Regions from separate parts of the Sus scrofa genome. Here regions 1, 2 and 4 are each linked to region 3. The links are chromatin contacts, called in public Hi-C and promoter capture Hi-C maps. All regions are on one chromosome and are shown on one strand. The core of a region is the stretch at or near the end of the contact, and the rest is flanking DNA. Distances in the headings are between cores, read along the strand shown. Region 1 holds the start of DTYMK (thymidylate kinase). Region 2 holds the start of DUSP28 (dual specificity phosphatase 28). Region 3 holds the start of PPP1R7 (protein phosphatase 1 regulatory subunit 7). Region 4 holds the start of CAPN10 (calpain 10).

Region 1 (3,041 bases), core at 184-2,683, 340 kb before region 3:
AGGATTTCAGTGCTTTTCCAGATACAAGGAGATGCAATGATTGGGCTCATAAAATCCTCTCCTGAAAGTACCTGTCTGAAGGCCTGTTCTGCCAGTTCTCCTAGGGCACTGAGAGCCTCGCTCCTGCTCTCACCCCGAGCTCTTCCAGCGGATGAGGGTCAGCAGGTGCAGTGACTCACCAGTCACTCCTTGTACAGGCAGATGGCAAGTGCCCATCTCCAGCACTTAATCCCTTCCTCCTCTTGAAGGCAAGGAGATGGACATTTTAGAACAAGATATATTGATCAGACGAAAGCAACATCAGTACCTTGATCTTCCACCAGGTTACACTGCAGTAACAAAAAGCACTGCATCTCAGGAGACTCAGAATCACAGCTGCTTATTTCTTACTGGGGCTGCAGCTGGGCGGTGCGTCTTCATTCCAGGATCTGGGATGAAACAGCAACCTAATTGTGCACATGCTGTTCTCTCACTGGGGTTAGGAGGGGGTGCAGGGAACCTCACAGACGATTTTAAAAGTTGTGCTTGAAAGTCAGCTCTGGTTACACCGCCAAGCTCCACACCAAAGAAGGAAGCCAATTAACCGGGAGTAACAGATTCTATCGCCCTTCCAGAACCTCAAACTAAATCAAGAAAGGGTCAACCGGGAAAGCATAAAGCTACCAAAGGTATGGTGGGTCGCGGCGACACAGGGCGTGGCACAGCACGGGATGCACTGGGGAGGGTAGGTCCGGAGGTTCTCAAAGGCTCCCTGGCGGGCAGAGCCCAGAATCCCAGGGCTGCCAAGTTTCTACCGCCTCCAGTTCCACACGAGCGCCTCTCCGTGGCAAACTCAGACGTTCCACGTTCCGGAAAGGCCGTTCTAGCTTCTTACGGGCCTCAAGTTGCTTTCCGCCCCAAAGCCCCGCCTTGAGGAAAGACCCCCACTGGGACGGCATTCGGGGAGGCGCCGCCGGGCGGCCGCGAGGTTCCGAGGACACTAGGGACCGGCCTGACGGGAGGGAAACACACGGCCTGAAGACAACAGGGGCAAGACATCCCGAGCGCCTTCTGGGCGCGGGACCACGCGCCCTCAAACTTTCCGCCCCCCAGGTGCCAATTCCTGAGGGCGACAGGCAGGCTCCGAGCGTAGCGTGGTCAAACGCACACGCCGGGTTCCCGCCACCCAGCGCCCACGACCCCGACACGGCGCCCCGCCTCTGCCGGACTTGTCCCAGCCAATCCCAGCGCGCGCCCCGCACGCCAGAAGATCGCAGCCAATCCTAGCGCGCGCTTCAGACGCCAGAACATTTTAGCCAATCCTAGAGCGCGTCCCGGACGCCGTCCTACCTGAGCCAATCCCAATGCGCGCCGGGGACGCCAGAAAATCTCAGCCAATCTCAACGCACGTCCTGGGCGCCGTCCCACCTGAGCCAATCCCGGCGCGCACCGCGGACGTCGGCCAATGGGAGGTCCGGGCGGTGCGGCGACGCGGCGACGCGAGGCGGCGGCAGCGGCGGGAAGGCGCGGAGATGGCGGGCCGGCGCGGGGCTCTCATCGTACTGGAGGGTGTGGACCGCGCGGGGAAGAGCACGCAGAGCCGCAAGCTGGTGGACGCGCTGTGCGCCGCGGGCCACCGCGCCGAGCTCCTGCGCTTCCCGGGTGGGCGCGCCGGGCTCCGGGAGGCCGGGGGCCAAGGGAGGACCCTGGGTGGGGGCGGGGCCCGCGGGCTTCGCGGGCACCCGAGGACGGAGGAGCGAAGTCTAGTGCTGCTGCACACGCGCTCGCTGTCCGTCTGCTGGTGGGGAGCTCCGAGCGCGGGGCTGCCGTCCATGTGCGCCCTGTGAGCCGGCCCTGGTTCCTGTCATTCAGCGGGATGCATCTGTGCTTCTATTTTTGCGTAGCTCTGATGCTACGTGTTTAGTGGGTCTTGATACACGTGTACACCCAGGAAACCATCTTTACAGTCAAGATAATGACTGTATCCATCACCCCTAGAAGTCTCCTGGTGCTGTCTGTAATCCAAGTCTCTGTTTTGTTTGACTAGCTTTGTTTGCCCATATGTATGTGTATATATATATATGTTTTAGGGTTGCACCTGTGGCATATGGAAGTTGCCTGGCTAGGGGTCAAATTGGAGCTGTAGCCATGGCTTACACCACAGCCACACGGCATCTGAGCCGCATCTGCGACCTGGGCCACAGCCACATGGACACCGGATCTGAGCTGCACGTCTGTAGCCTATGCTGCAGTTTGCAGTTTGCAGCAACACCAGATCCTTTACCCACTGAGCAAGGCTAGGGATCAAACCTGCACCCTCACCAACACTGTCATGTTCTTAACACTCTGAGCCACAATGGGAACTCTGAAAATGCTTTTTGAGTATTTATCATTTTTTTCTATTTACTGATTTTTTTTTTTTGGTTTTCATGGCCTGTGGAAAGACTAAGACCAAGGATGGAACCTGCACCACAGCAGCCACCCAAGCTGCTACAGTGACAACACCAGATCTCTAAGCCACTGCACCACAGGAGAACTATAGATACTTATCATTTTAATCTTTAGGCCAGCCAGTCTGCAAATCTTACCCAGTTTACTCTTGAACAACAGAGGTTTGAACTGTGCTGGTCCACTTACAGATTTTTTTCAATTAGTACATACAGTGCCACACAGTCCTGTGTTGGTTGATGTACAGGTATAGGCACTATGATTGACCTTTTTTGGTTCGCAGTCTGGTCAGCTTGTTGGCATTTTTGCAGTTGCTCCTTTCTGCCTGAGTTCCTTCTTCCTAAAGCATCTTTCAGCCCAGCGTATCTGCCCACTGCTGCCCTTTCTTGAGGTCTGAGTCTGAATCTAAAGCTGTAAAATGAAACTAAGTTCAGAGTTTCCGTTGTGGCTCAGCGGAAATGAACCTGACTAGTATCCATGAGGATGCAGGTTCCATCCCTGGCCTCGCTCAGTGGGTTAAGAATCTGGTGTTGCTGTGAGCTGTGGTGTAGGTCGCAGACGTAGCTCAGATCCCACATTGCTGTGGCTGTGGTGTAGGCCAGCGGCTACAGCTC
Region 2 (3,422 bases), core at 816-3,315, 380 kb after region 3:
TCGGCATGGCCGTGGCTGCAGGATGTCAGGCCAGGCCTTGATGCTGCTGCTCAAACTGGGGGCCAGGCAGGTAGGATGCGGGTACGGACACGGAGAGCCGCAAGGGTGCCCACCCTCACCTGTGTGTTGCAGCAGCTACAAATATGGAAACCGAGGGCCCTCCCCTGCTGGATCCCATGTTGGTTCTGTGATAGGGCCAGTGTGGGACTGGGGAAAGCCACTGTGGCTTGAGCAGGTGGCAGCCCCAGATGTCCTCCCAGAGTCCCCCGCATCCGAGTGGAAGGCAGCCCTGGTCAGGGTGCAGAGGCTGCGAGACTCCTGACCTTGGCTACCCGGCCTCCATCTCTCTGTAGTAGATATCTTTCTGGCTAAAATTCCTGAAGCTTTTTTGTTTTTTGTTTTTCTCTTTGTCGGCCGCACCTGCAGCGTATTGAAGTGGTTTTGATGTTCCCGACCGAGCCCTGTCTAATAAACCTGTGATCTGGGGAGGAGGGGTCCCCAGTTCTCTCCTAGGGGACACACTCCTGCACTACGGTCAAGAGGGGCCAGAGACCGTCAGGAAGTTGCAGAAAATGAAAATTCCGTGGGACGTGAAGCAGGAGAGGCAAAGAGCACCCTCCCGTCGGTGCACGAATTACCTCTTCCCCACCGGACGCCGCATCAAACTCCGAGCGCGGTGCTTTGGGGCTGGGCCTTCCCCAAGGCTGACCGACTAGGGCTCACTCGGGCCCGCGGGCTCTCCCGGCAGGAGGGACTGGGACTTCAGGGCCTCCTCGTACTTCTGGAGCTGGGCCCAGAAGCCCGGGTTGGGCTCGGCCACTGGGCGGGCGCTCTTCACGGCCTGCAAACGAGGGGCTCAGGCTGCACACACCGTGCGGCGCTCGCTGCAAGTCCGCAGACGCCCCCACGGCCCGGAGGCCCCGCCTCCACGAGCGGGCCCCGCCCCTGCCCAGAGCCGCGTCCCGCCCAGAAGAATCTCTTCCGGTTTCGAGGTCCGCCCTGACGGAAGTTCCCGCCGGAAGCCCCGACCCCGGAAGTCCGGGCTTACCTGGAAGGCCCGATCCAGGCTCAGGCCGCCGTGACGCATGAGGTAGGCGGTGCAGACGGCCGCCGAGCGGCTGCGGCCGTTCTTGCAGAAGACGAGGCAGGCGCCACCTGCGCGCATCGCGGCTTCCATGGCGGCGCAGGTGGGCTCCAAGTGCGCCAGCAGGTCCTCTGCCGGGTCGTCGAATACGGGCACGCGCAGCTCGGCCACGCCGGGCGCGCGCGGCCCGGGCTGCTGGCGCGAGACGTTGACGCACAGGGTGACGCCCGCGCGCTCCAGCATCGCCTGCGCGGCCGCGGCGCGCGCGCTCCCGAGGAAGAGCGAGGGTGCGACGCGCACGAACGGCGGCGGGGAGGCCTCGGCAGCTCCGCGGCGTTCGGCTTGTTCTGGGTCCATGACCGGCGCCCGGGCACCCACCCCGGAGACTATTTTGAGCCGTCGGGCGGCCCGCCTGGCACCGCAGGGCCCTAGAGGCTAGAGGCCTCCCTGGGCCGCCCCGCCCCTCTCCCGGCCGGGTTTTGGCCGAGCACAGGCGGGGCACACCCCCAAGGCTCTGGCCGCCTCCTCATTGGTCAGGCCCAGCCGGGGCTGCGGCCGTTGCCTGGCCCCTTGACCATTGGGAGACTCCGATTGGCCGTAGCGGGGTGGGCGGGTCCGGGTTGTTGGGAACGAGCCTCAGGGCCCGCAGGCCCGGGCCGCGCGGCTTCAAGGCGGGGCTGCGCAGGTGGGCTTCTCCAGCGGTGGTTGACGCGCCCGGTAGACTGTCACAGATTGTCACCTGTGCACTGACCGCGTTGTTTTGTTGGTGGCCACCTTACGGAGTTCTCTTATAACTGCAGTGCCAGCTGAAGTGCCCTTTAGTACAGCTGTTTACTCCTTTTTGTTACCTGCCTTCTAACAAATCACCCTGTAATTTCTGCACTTTAATTTTCCTTTTATGGTGAAACATGGTTTATATGAAATAAAACTATTTACCATTAGCTTTTCAACGTTTTTACATAGTCCAGTATTTTCGTTTTTATTTTTCTCAACTATTAATTTTTGGGTCATTACTGTAATTTTTAAAAACTAAACTTTAGGGAGTTCCCATCGTGGCACAGCGGAAAGGAATCTGACTAGGAACCGTGAAGTTGCGGGTTCGATCCCTGGCCTCGCTCAGTGGGTTAAGGATCCGGCGTTGCTGTGAGCTGTGGCTCTGGCGTAGGCCGGTGGCTATATCTCCGATTAGACCCCTAGCCTGGGAACCTCCATATGCTGCTGGAGCGGCCCTAGAAAAGACAATAAAATAAAAATCAAAAACTAAACTTTATACAGCTGCTTTTTTTTTTTTTTTTTTTTTTCTTTTGAGGGCCACACTCGTGGCTTATGGAAGTTCCCAGGGTAGGGGTTGAATCGGAGCTACAGCTGCCAGCCTACACCACAGTCGCAGCAATGTAGGATCCAGGCCACATCTGTGACCTACACCAGAGCTCACAGCAACACCAGACTCAACCCACTGAGCAAGGCCAGGGATCAAACCCGCATCCTCGTGGATACTGGTCGGTTCATTACCACTGAGCCACGACAGGAGCGCCTCTACAGTTGCCTTCTAAGAAGGCTTCTTCAGTAGGTGTTTCTGCTCTGCTGTCAGACAGCAGACAACTGGTTTGACAGTTTCAGTCAAAACTGTCTTGTAGTTCTTTAAACTGCATTTAGTTATTGCAGTTTCAGTTCAATTCTAATAACAGTAAAACATCTCTTCTGACTCATTTCCATTAACTACTTAAGATTTGCCGTCCCTTCTACCGGAAAGTATTCTCCAGTTATCCACCCCCCGCCCCCCACCCCACCCCGCAGGACTGGGTGGTCTGGCAGAAGAACCTGTACAGCCTCTCTGGGTGATTTTGATTCTCTCCATTCCAGCTGAAGCCTTCAAGCATCGGTAACTGTCAGGTCTTTTCTGCTACCCGGGGCTCTTCATTGGCTGCAGTCCTCACGTCACCACGGGAAGGTCTTCGGAGCATCCCCCTTTGCCCTAAGGAGGGATTCCGACTTTCCTAGGATGGGAGTCCAGTTTGCCCAAGTTTCTGGAGGCCAGCCAGCTAGGTGGAGATGCCCTGTCCCCCTGCTGCAGAAGTGGGCATCTCATTGCCTCCATCGACCAGGGACGCCTGCCCCCCATGACTGCTTCAGGAAAGGGCTTGGGCTGTCCTGTGAACCAAAGAGGAGAGAGGGGCTTGGGGGCCTCTGCCCTCACCTTGTGACCTCAAAGGGAAGGAAGCCTAGATGAGAGCCAGATGGGAGAAATGGTCCCTGACATTGTTGGGCCACTGGATCTAACCAGATGCGAAGGACCTCCAGCCTCTGGACGGTTTGGTTTCCTGACAGCCTATCACCC
Region 3 (3,438 bases), core at 208-2,707:
GGCGTGGCTGAGCCCAGGGCGGGCGGGGCTTAGCAAATGAAGGGCAGCCAAAGTGAACCTTGGGACTATCCTGAGGGGCAGGGCAAGGGACAGCAGATCAGCACACAAGGAGACTTGGGACGGGCTCAAGGTATGGGCCGTAGGAATGGGAGCGGTAGTGAACATTTGGAGACATTAAGGAGGTGATTAATCGCATGGGTGGGAGCAGGAGAGAGAGAACTGCTAGGGTTGCCATTTGCCATTTACCAAGACAAGGAAACAGGTGAAGAGGAAGCCCAGGGAGGTGGGAGGTGGGAAGAAGGGGGATGAGAAGCGGTGCTTCCTTGCCTCAAAAGATCTAAACGCCTCAAAGTCCATGACCTTTCACGTGTGCCCCCTTCCAGGACGGCTCTGGCCAGCGTCGCTGGCACCCTCCCCCACTCAATATGACTGTGCGCTCCTCCAAACGGGTCACATTCTCTCACACCCTCTTGCCCTCATCCAAGCGGCTTCCCTCACCTGAAAGGATCTATGATCTGTCCCGCAGCCTATCCACAACCTGGCTGACTTGCAGTTAGCCTTCTAGGTTCAGCGAAGAGCGGGCCTTGGTTGTGCAGCCTCCACTCCCAAGCATGCCAAGCCTTCCTGTTTTCCCCTCGGCTCCCCACCCTTCCTTCCCTAGCTAGCACCTCACACACGAGACAGCGGCTGCTCTTGGGAAAGCTGCGGACGCCCGTGTGTAAGCACCCAAAGACACCGCTGACTCTCCGGGTCGGGGTTAAGTGTGTGTAGGTAATTACATGCATACACAATACGCAAATAATTTTTTTCAACAAAGCAAAAAAGTTGAAATGTAGGTTTTTTTTGAACTATGATAGCTTTGGAAACAGAAAGCTGTCGATTCTAAAACTCGACTCTTGGCTCCTTGTCACCCCTTCCCCACAACCCACGGGCTGTCGAGGACCCTCCTCCAGCCCCGCCACGCTGACTCGGGCAGGTCCCAGGGAGCCCCGTGCCCGGTTTCATCGTCAGCTGCCGGGGGACCTGGCTCGCGAGTCAGGCTCAAGAGATCCGGTGGGAGGCTCCCTCGGGCTGGCCGACGCCGGGGCTGCGGGACCACCGCGCCCTCAGTCCCCTCCCACGCGCCCGGCTCGCCCCGCCTCTCGCCCCTGGCTCTGGGTTGGGCACTTCCCCAGCCGCCCGCTACGCCTCTGCCCGGGGTCCCCAGGTCCGGGGCCGCCCCCGCCCTGCCGGCTGGCAGATGTCAGACGGCGCGCGCTGCGGGGCCCAAGCCGCGGCCGGAAGCGCGCCGCCCCGTTTCTCTCGGGCAAGTCCGGTACGGGCCGCCGCCCCCACCCGCTGGGCCCTTCGGTCGCCGCCCCGCGAGGCCACTCACCCTCCATCATCTCCTGCGACTGTTGCTGGCCCGTGCCGCGCTCCGCCGCCATGTTCGCTGCTCTCCCCCTTTCCGGAATCTGTCGCCTCAGGCCCCTCAGCCAATCAGGGCTCCCAGCTCAGAGCTTTCCCAGCCAATGGAGTCCCACGCGCTTTGCGCGGCCCCAGAGTCTCATGGGAGTTGTAGTCCTCCTGCGAGGCCGCGCCCATCCTCAGCCCCCCCGCAGCCAGCCTCACCTCCCGGCAGGCAGCTGATTAGTGCCGGGGAGGCTCTGGAAGCGAGGAGCGGGAAAAAGGCAGGTGCAGTCGGGGCCGGACGCATGGAGCTGAGCCTGCAGGCGAGCGGGAGGAGTCTGGGAGGCGATCCGCGCTCGTGGGCTGGTGGCTGGATACGGAGGGGCGGGTCCCTGCGTGGGGCTGCAAAGTGAGGGTCAATCGAGTGCGAACCGGCCCCGCTGGGTCTCAGTGGCTGCGTCTGCACAATGGGCAGACTTTGTCCCAACGTCGCTGCGCGGAGTTGGCCCGTGTGAAGGGGCCGCTTCCAGCTAACGCACAGCTCAGTGCGCCTGTACTCGTTCCGGAGCCGGGACCTTCCGCACGCGGGGTTGGAGAGCAGGTCGGGGCCCGGGACGCCGACCCAGCCACTGCGGGCCCCACAGCGCCGTCAGTCCCCGGCCCCGCAGGCAGCATGGGCCGTGAAGGAGCCGCCTTGCGCGCCCTGCCTTCAGGCCGACGCCTGTGGGAGGCAAGCTCCGCTCTGTTCACCGCCTCAATCCTGAGGCCAGAAGCACGGCGTCCGCGGACTGCGCAGGTGGAGGCGCAGCCCCTTTGGCTCCTCCGAGGCGCCGTAGGCCTCCGGTGCGTCCCTAGCAACCGTTGTCGCGCGCGTCTCGGCTCGCTCGCTGGGTCCCGCCCACCGGCGCCAGGGGTTGGCCCGTGGGGACTGCCGTTTGGCGCCGGCCGCCCTGCCATTGGCTGGCGGGGCAGGAGGCGCGGATCGGTTCCTTCTTGGCGGGTGAAGCGAACTCGGCGGGTGACTCTCCGGCCTTCGGTGAGAAGCGTGCGCTGAGAGCCGGCCCGCGCCCCGCGCCGCCCGCCTTCCCTCCGTGCGGTCCGGCCGGCTGGAGGCCCGCTTGCCGCCTTGCGGCCGTTTGCCGCCATCCGCGCCGCGGCAGGTCCTGGGGCCACACGCCCCCCGCACTATCCTCACCCTCGGAGGGGCTGGGTGCCCTCGTCCCCGCTGGAAGGTGGGCCCCGGGAGAACGCGCGGCACGGAGCTCTTCCGCGCAGCGCGGGGTGAAAGCGTGAGCCCGCTACCTCTCTGGCCTTTGTCTTCAACCTGCTCACCCGCGCCTTTTTTTTCTTTCTGGCCGCGCGCACCGCACGCGGAAGTTCCCGGGTCAGGGGTCGAACCCGATTCCGGGCAGTGACAACGCCGCATCCTTAACTGGCTAGACCACCAGAGAGTTCCTACCGTTGATCCCTTCTAGTGTATTTTTCAGTTGCTGTATTCTTTCGTTCTCATTGCTTCTTCCGTGTGCCTTGTAACTCTGGACGTTCTCACGGCGCTCACCTGTTCTCCTGACATCTGTGATCGTTACCTTGGGCTCTCCTATCGCTTAGATGACTTGTCTTCGCTTAGTTTGGTTCTTGCTCTTTCATTTGGAACATTTTCCGCCATCTTCTCATTTTGCCTAATCTCTGTGGTTATCTCTTTGTATGAGGTCGTTTGGTTATGCCCCTCAGCCCTGGGGCAGTGGGCTTTTGTCGGAGGGGTTCTGTGGGCTCAGCAGCGCGCTCCTCTGCGGCCCCCAGAGCCAGATGCTTCAGGCTGTTCCCTATGTGGGCTGTGTGTGCTCTTGCGTCGAGGTGGAGCTGAGGCCCAGCATTGCTGGTATGTGGAACTGGCCCCAGCCCAGCTGGCTGGGAGGCCCAGCCTGGTGAGGTTACTGTGGGCACATTGGTGGGCTGGGCCCAACCCTGGGTGCTTAGAGACCGGGGGAGGCTTCCAGAATGGTGCCTGCCAGCCCTGGTGTCAGCACTGTGGAGCAAGGTTGCAGAAAT
Region 4 (3,217 bases), core at 140-2,639, 360 kb after region 3:
CCCAGATGGAGCATCCAGCCCAGATCTGCCTGAGCTCCCAACTCTCGTATCCACTTCCCCGCAGTTGGCCCCGCATGAACATGGAGGGCAAAGCCCAACCCTAGACTTCCACCCCTAGCTCTCCCGCCTCCCGCTTTCCCCAGCTCATCAGATGAGACCACCAGCCAGCCGGCGCTCAGGCCAGAAACCCAGTCATTCTTGATGTGTCCTTTACCCTCACCCTCTACTTCCAATCATCACTAAGAACGACCAACCCTCCCTCCAAGATGCTTCTCGGATCCACCGACTCCAAAGCACATCCCAGTGGTGCTCACACGAACCTGAGGCCCTCCTCTTTCTCCTGGACCACTGCAGTGGCCACCTGCACCCCTGCCCCAACAATCCATTTCACACCCGGTGGAAAGAGTGAGCCTCCTGAAACACAAATCCAAAGGAATCACTCTTCTACTAAAAATACCTGAGCAGCCTCCTATTGAACCTACAATCCTTTAAAACCACCACCACCACCACCACCACACTCCACTGGCAGGGCCAATTAGGCTCTTTGGCCCTTGCCACCCTCAGGCAAAACACTGTTGCCCAAGGAAAGCCCCTCAGCGGCCATAGCCGAGCAGTTCTACCTTTGTTCCCGGGCTGGCGCCACACAGATGTTTCCACTAAGGCTGCAAGCACTCAGGGGGAGCGGGGTTGCTCCCTGGGCAGTCTTACTCGGCCAATACACCATTTCTAAAGATATCAACACAGCACCAGGCCGGAGCACCCCTCAATTCAGGTGTTTACAACTGACAGTGCCAGTGCACAAAGTCCAAAACGGTAATTTGCTCAGCAAAACATGGCCCTTCCACGGGAGCATGAATGGAAGAAGGAACCAGAAAGCTTGCGGCCAGAAGGGCCCTGCAGACTAGAAGCTCTTCGGGGCACCCGCAAGTGGGGCTAAGCTTGTGTCTGCTAAAACGCCCCTCTGGCTGCGCTTTGAATCGCCTACGGAAAAGAGCTCACGCAGGTAGGGGCCGCGAGCCCGGGTCCAGCACTGCTGGAGTGGGATGGGAGGCGGCGTGGGAGCCCACTCGTGAGAACAGCAGCAGCAGCAGCAGACCCTGCCGAGAGCTCTGTGCCCAGCCCCGCCTGATCCCTGCCGCCCCGCTCGCACCACAGCAGGAAGCGGCGCCTAGAGACCCAGCGCGAGACCCGCGCGCCCCCCGCCCCACCTGGGGCCGCCTCCACGTGATCTCCTCCCGGAACTGGACCAGCGGCGTGGAGAAGCTGGAGAAGATCGAGGAGTCCGACGCGGGGAAGGCAGAGTCTCGGAAAAGCTCCCTGGCCGGCGCCCGCATCTTGGGGCCCCCGGGCTCCCATCTGCAGCCCACGCCCCGTGCCGAGCGCAGCCGAGGGGGCCCGCAGCCCTGCGAGAGGGCAGGCCGGCCGCGGTCCCGCCAGCACCGCGCTCCCCTGCGCGGCCCGGCCCCCCAGCCCCGCGGGCCCCGCAGTCCCATCCGGCAGGGGTGCCCGCCCCCTCCGTCGCCCCGGTAACCGCCGTCCTAGGCTGCAGCCAACCAGGTGAGTCGCTACTGGTCACATGACAGAACGGCCCAATCGCATTCGAGTGTTGGGAAGTCCGCGCGAGAGTCCCAGCCCCAGGGGGGCGTGGCTCCCGAGGTAAGAGGTGGCGGGGCTGTGCGGTCCCGGCGGCTGCGCTTCTCCGTCCCGAGGCTCGTAGCTGTGCTCGCTAAGACTCACACCTGGGAGGCCGGCAGCGTCTTGTCCTCGGGCCGATGCGGCTCGGGTCGGGGCGTCGGGATCTCCTGGACTCGCAGGTTCCTGGGGCCGAACGGGCCAGAGCGGCCTCGGCCGAGGATGGGCCGCGAACTACAGATCCCAGCCTGCCGCGCCCCTCCCAGAATGCACCTCTTCCGGCGTGGGCGGCGGGCCCGGCGCCTGCTGTCGGGAAAGCGGGTGACTCTTGGGAGGGGAACTGTGAGCGGGCCGGGGCGTTGTGTGGTCTGCCGATGTTGTGTGCTGGGGTCCTGGGGCGTGTCCCAGCCCGCGGAGGGCCTTCCCGGGCCGGAGAAGCTGTGTCAAGGCAGGCTCCGGTCAGACGCGCTGTATTCTGAGCAGGGCAGGGAGTCGGGCTGGAGCATCCTCCTGGTCCCCGGATGGCCGGGCATCTGGTTCTGGTGGGCTGCACGGTGACCCGCCGGACTTGCGGTTATAGCTCACGGCCGCTCAGTGCTGCGGGTTGGGGAGGACAGTGATTTCGGGATCTGTCTAAGGGTTTACCCTTGCTGCAGGATCCCGCCCTTCCCCATCCACACTCCCAGGAAGGAAGGCAGTGAGCCCGAGGCTTATTCTTTGCTACTTCTTCTTCCCTGCGGCTGGAGCCTTCACAGAGGGTCGCACGGTGGAGAAGAGGGCCTCAATCCTTCTAGGACAGCTCTCTGCTACCTATAGAGTTTCTGAGATTTTTTGCATCCCCAGGCCGATTTTGCTCCCCCCCCCCATATGAATGGTCGTCAGATTGAAGCCGTTCTGCAATCTTATCCCAAAGAGAAGTTCCCAAGTTCCTGTCTTGGCTCAGCGGAAACTAATCCGACTAGGAACCATGAGGTTGCAGGTTTGATCCCATCTTGCTCAGTGGGTTAAGGATCTGGCGTTGCCGTGAGCTGTGGTGTAGGTTGCAGATGCGGCTTGGATCTGGCGTTGCTGTGGCTGTGGCATAGGCTGGTGCCTGCAGCTCCGATTAGACCCTTAGCCTGGGAAACTCCATATGGCGCGGGTGCGGCCCTAAAAGGACCAAAAAAGACGGAAACAAAACAAAAAAACAAAAGGGAAGTCCCTATTGCAAATGAGAAACAGCCTGGTCCTTGAGCCCCTGTCCTGACCTTCGTACTCTGGAGCCCTGGGTGGCTGTGACAGCTGTGGCTCTTCCCTCTGAGAGGCCCAGCAGGGCCCGTGTGAGTAGCAGCTGGTAGTGGCAGCATGGCTTAGGCTCTTTTGACCCCCCCAGGCCCCAGCCACCTGCTGTGGGGCCCTAGGGTACTAGAAGAAGGAGTGGCGGCACCATCTGAGCCCTCTCTCTCTCTCTCTGGGTGCTTACTTGACCTTCCAGCTCCCAAGGGTGCTAACTCTCGCAGAGGTCTCTGACTCCTTGGCCGGTCTGCACTCCGGAAGGAATCCGGAGTGGCCCAGGCCCCGCTTCACGTGGGTGTCCTCAGCCAGG

Evidence for each region. Promoter capture Hi-C pulls out the DNA fragments that hold promoters and counts their contacts. A called contact is a pair of places that touch in the nucleus more often than the background predicts.
Region 1: a promoter capture Hi-C map of liver shows a contact between it and region 3, with 3 times the contacts expected there. The contact joins the promoter of DTYMK here to the promoter of PPP1R7 in region 3. A contact is called at or near these places in 1 of 5 promoter capture datasets (liver), 3 of 47 Hi-C or Micro-C datasets (heart right ventricle, liver and skeletal muscle) and 1 of 2 datasets of contacts at active chromatin or transcription factors (alveolar macrophages).
Region 2: a Hi-C map of liver shows a contact between it and region 3, with 7 times the contacts expected there. The contact joins the promoter of DUSP28 here to the promoter of PPP1R7 in region 3. A contact is called at or near these places in 2 of 47 Hi-C or Micro-C datasets (heart right ventricle and liver).
Region 4: a promoter capture Hi-C map of liver shows a contact between it and region 3, with 2.1 times the contacts expected there. The contact joins the promoter of CAPN10 here to the promoter of PPP1R7 in region 3. A contact is called at or near these places in 2 of 5 promoter capture datasets (fetal skeletal muscle and liver) and 1 of 47 Hi-C or Micro-C datasets (heart right ventricle).

What each region holds. Positions count from the first base shown.
Region 1 is chr15:140,254,195-140,257,235 of Sscrofa11.1, reverse strand. DTYMK (thymidylate kinase) reads left to right here and starts at 1,433. Exons shown (of 5, transcript XM_021076414.1): 1 at 1,433-1,641. The coding sequence starts at 1,512.
Region 2 is chr15:139,535,471-139,538,892 of Sscrofa11.1, reverse strand. DUSP28 (dual specificity phosphatase 28) reads right to left here and starts at 2,065. Exons shown (of 2, transcript XM_003359711.4): 1 at 1,049-2,065; 2 at 1-841. The coding sequence starts at 1,441. The coding sequence ends at 713.
Region 3 is chr15:139,916,028-139,919,465 of Sscrofa11.1, reverse strand. It overlaps PPP1R7 (protein phosphatase 1 regulatory subunit 7), which reads right to left and starts at 1,457. Exons shown (of 10, transcript NM_001243902.1): 1 at 1,376-1,457. The coding sequence starts at 1,427. It also overlaps a transcript of PASK not described here.
Region 4 is chr15:139,555,944-139,559,160 of Sscrofa11.1, reverse strand. It overlaps CAPN10 (calpain 10), which reads right to left and starts at 1,389. Exons shown (of 12, transcript NM_001044529.1): 1 at 1,209-1,389. The coding sequence starts at 1,334.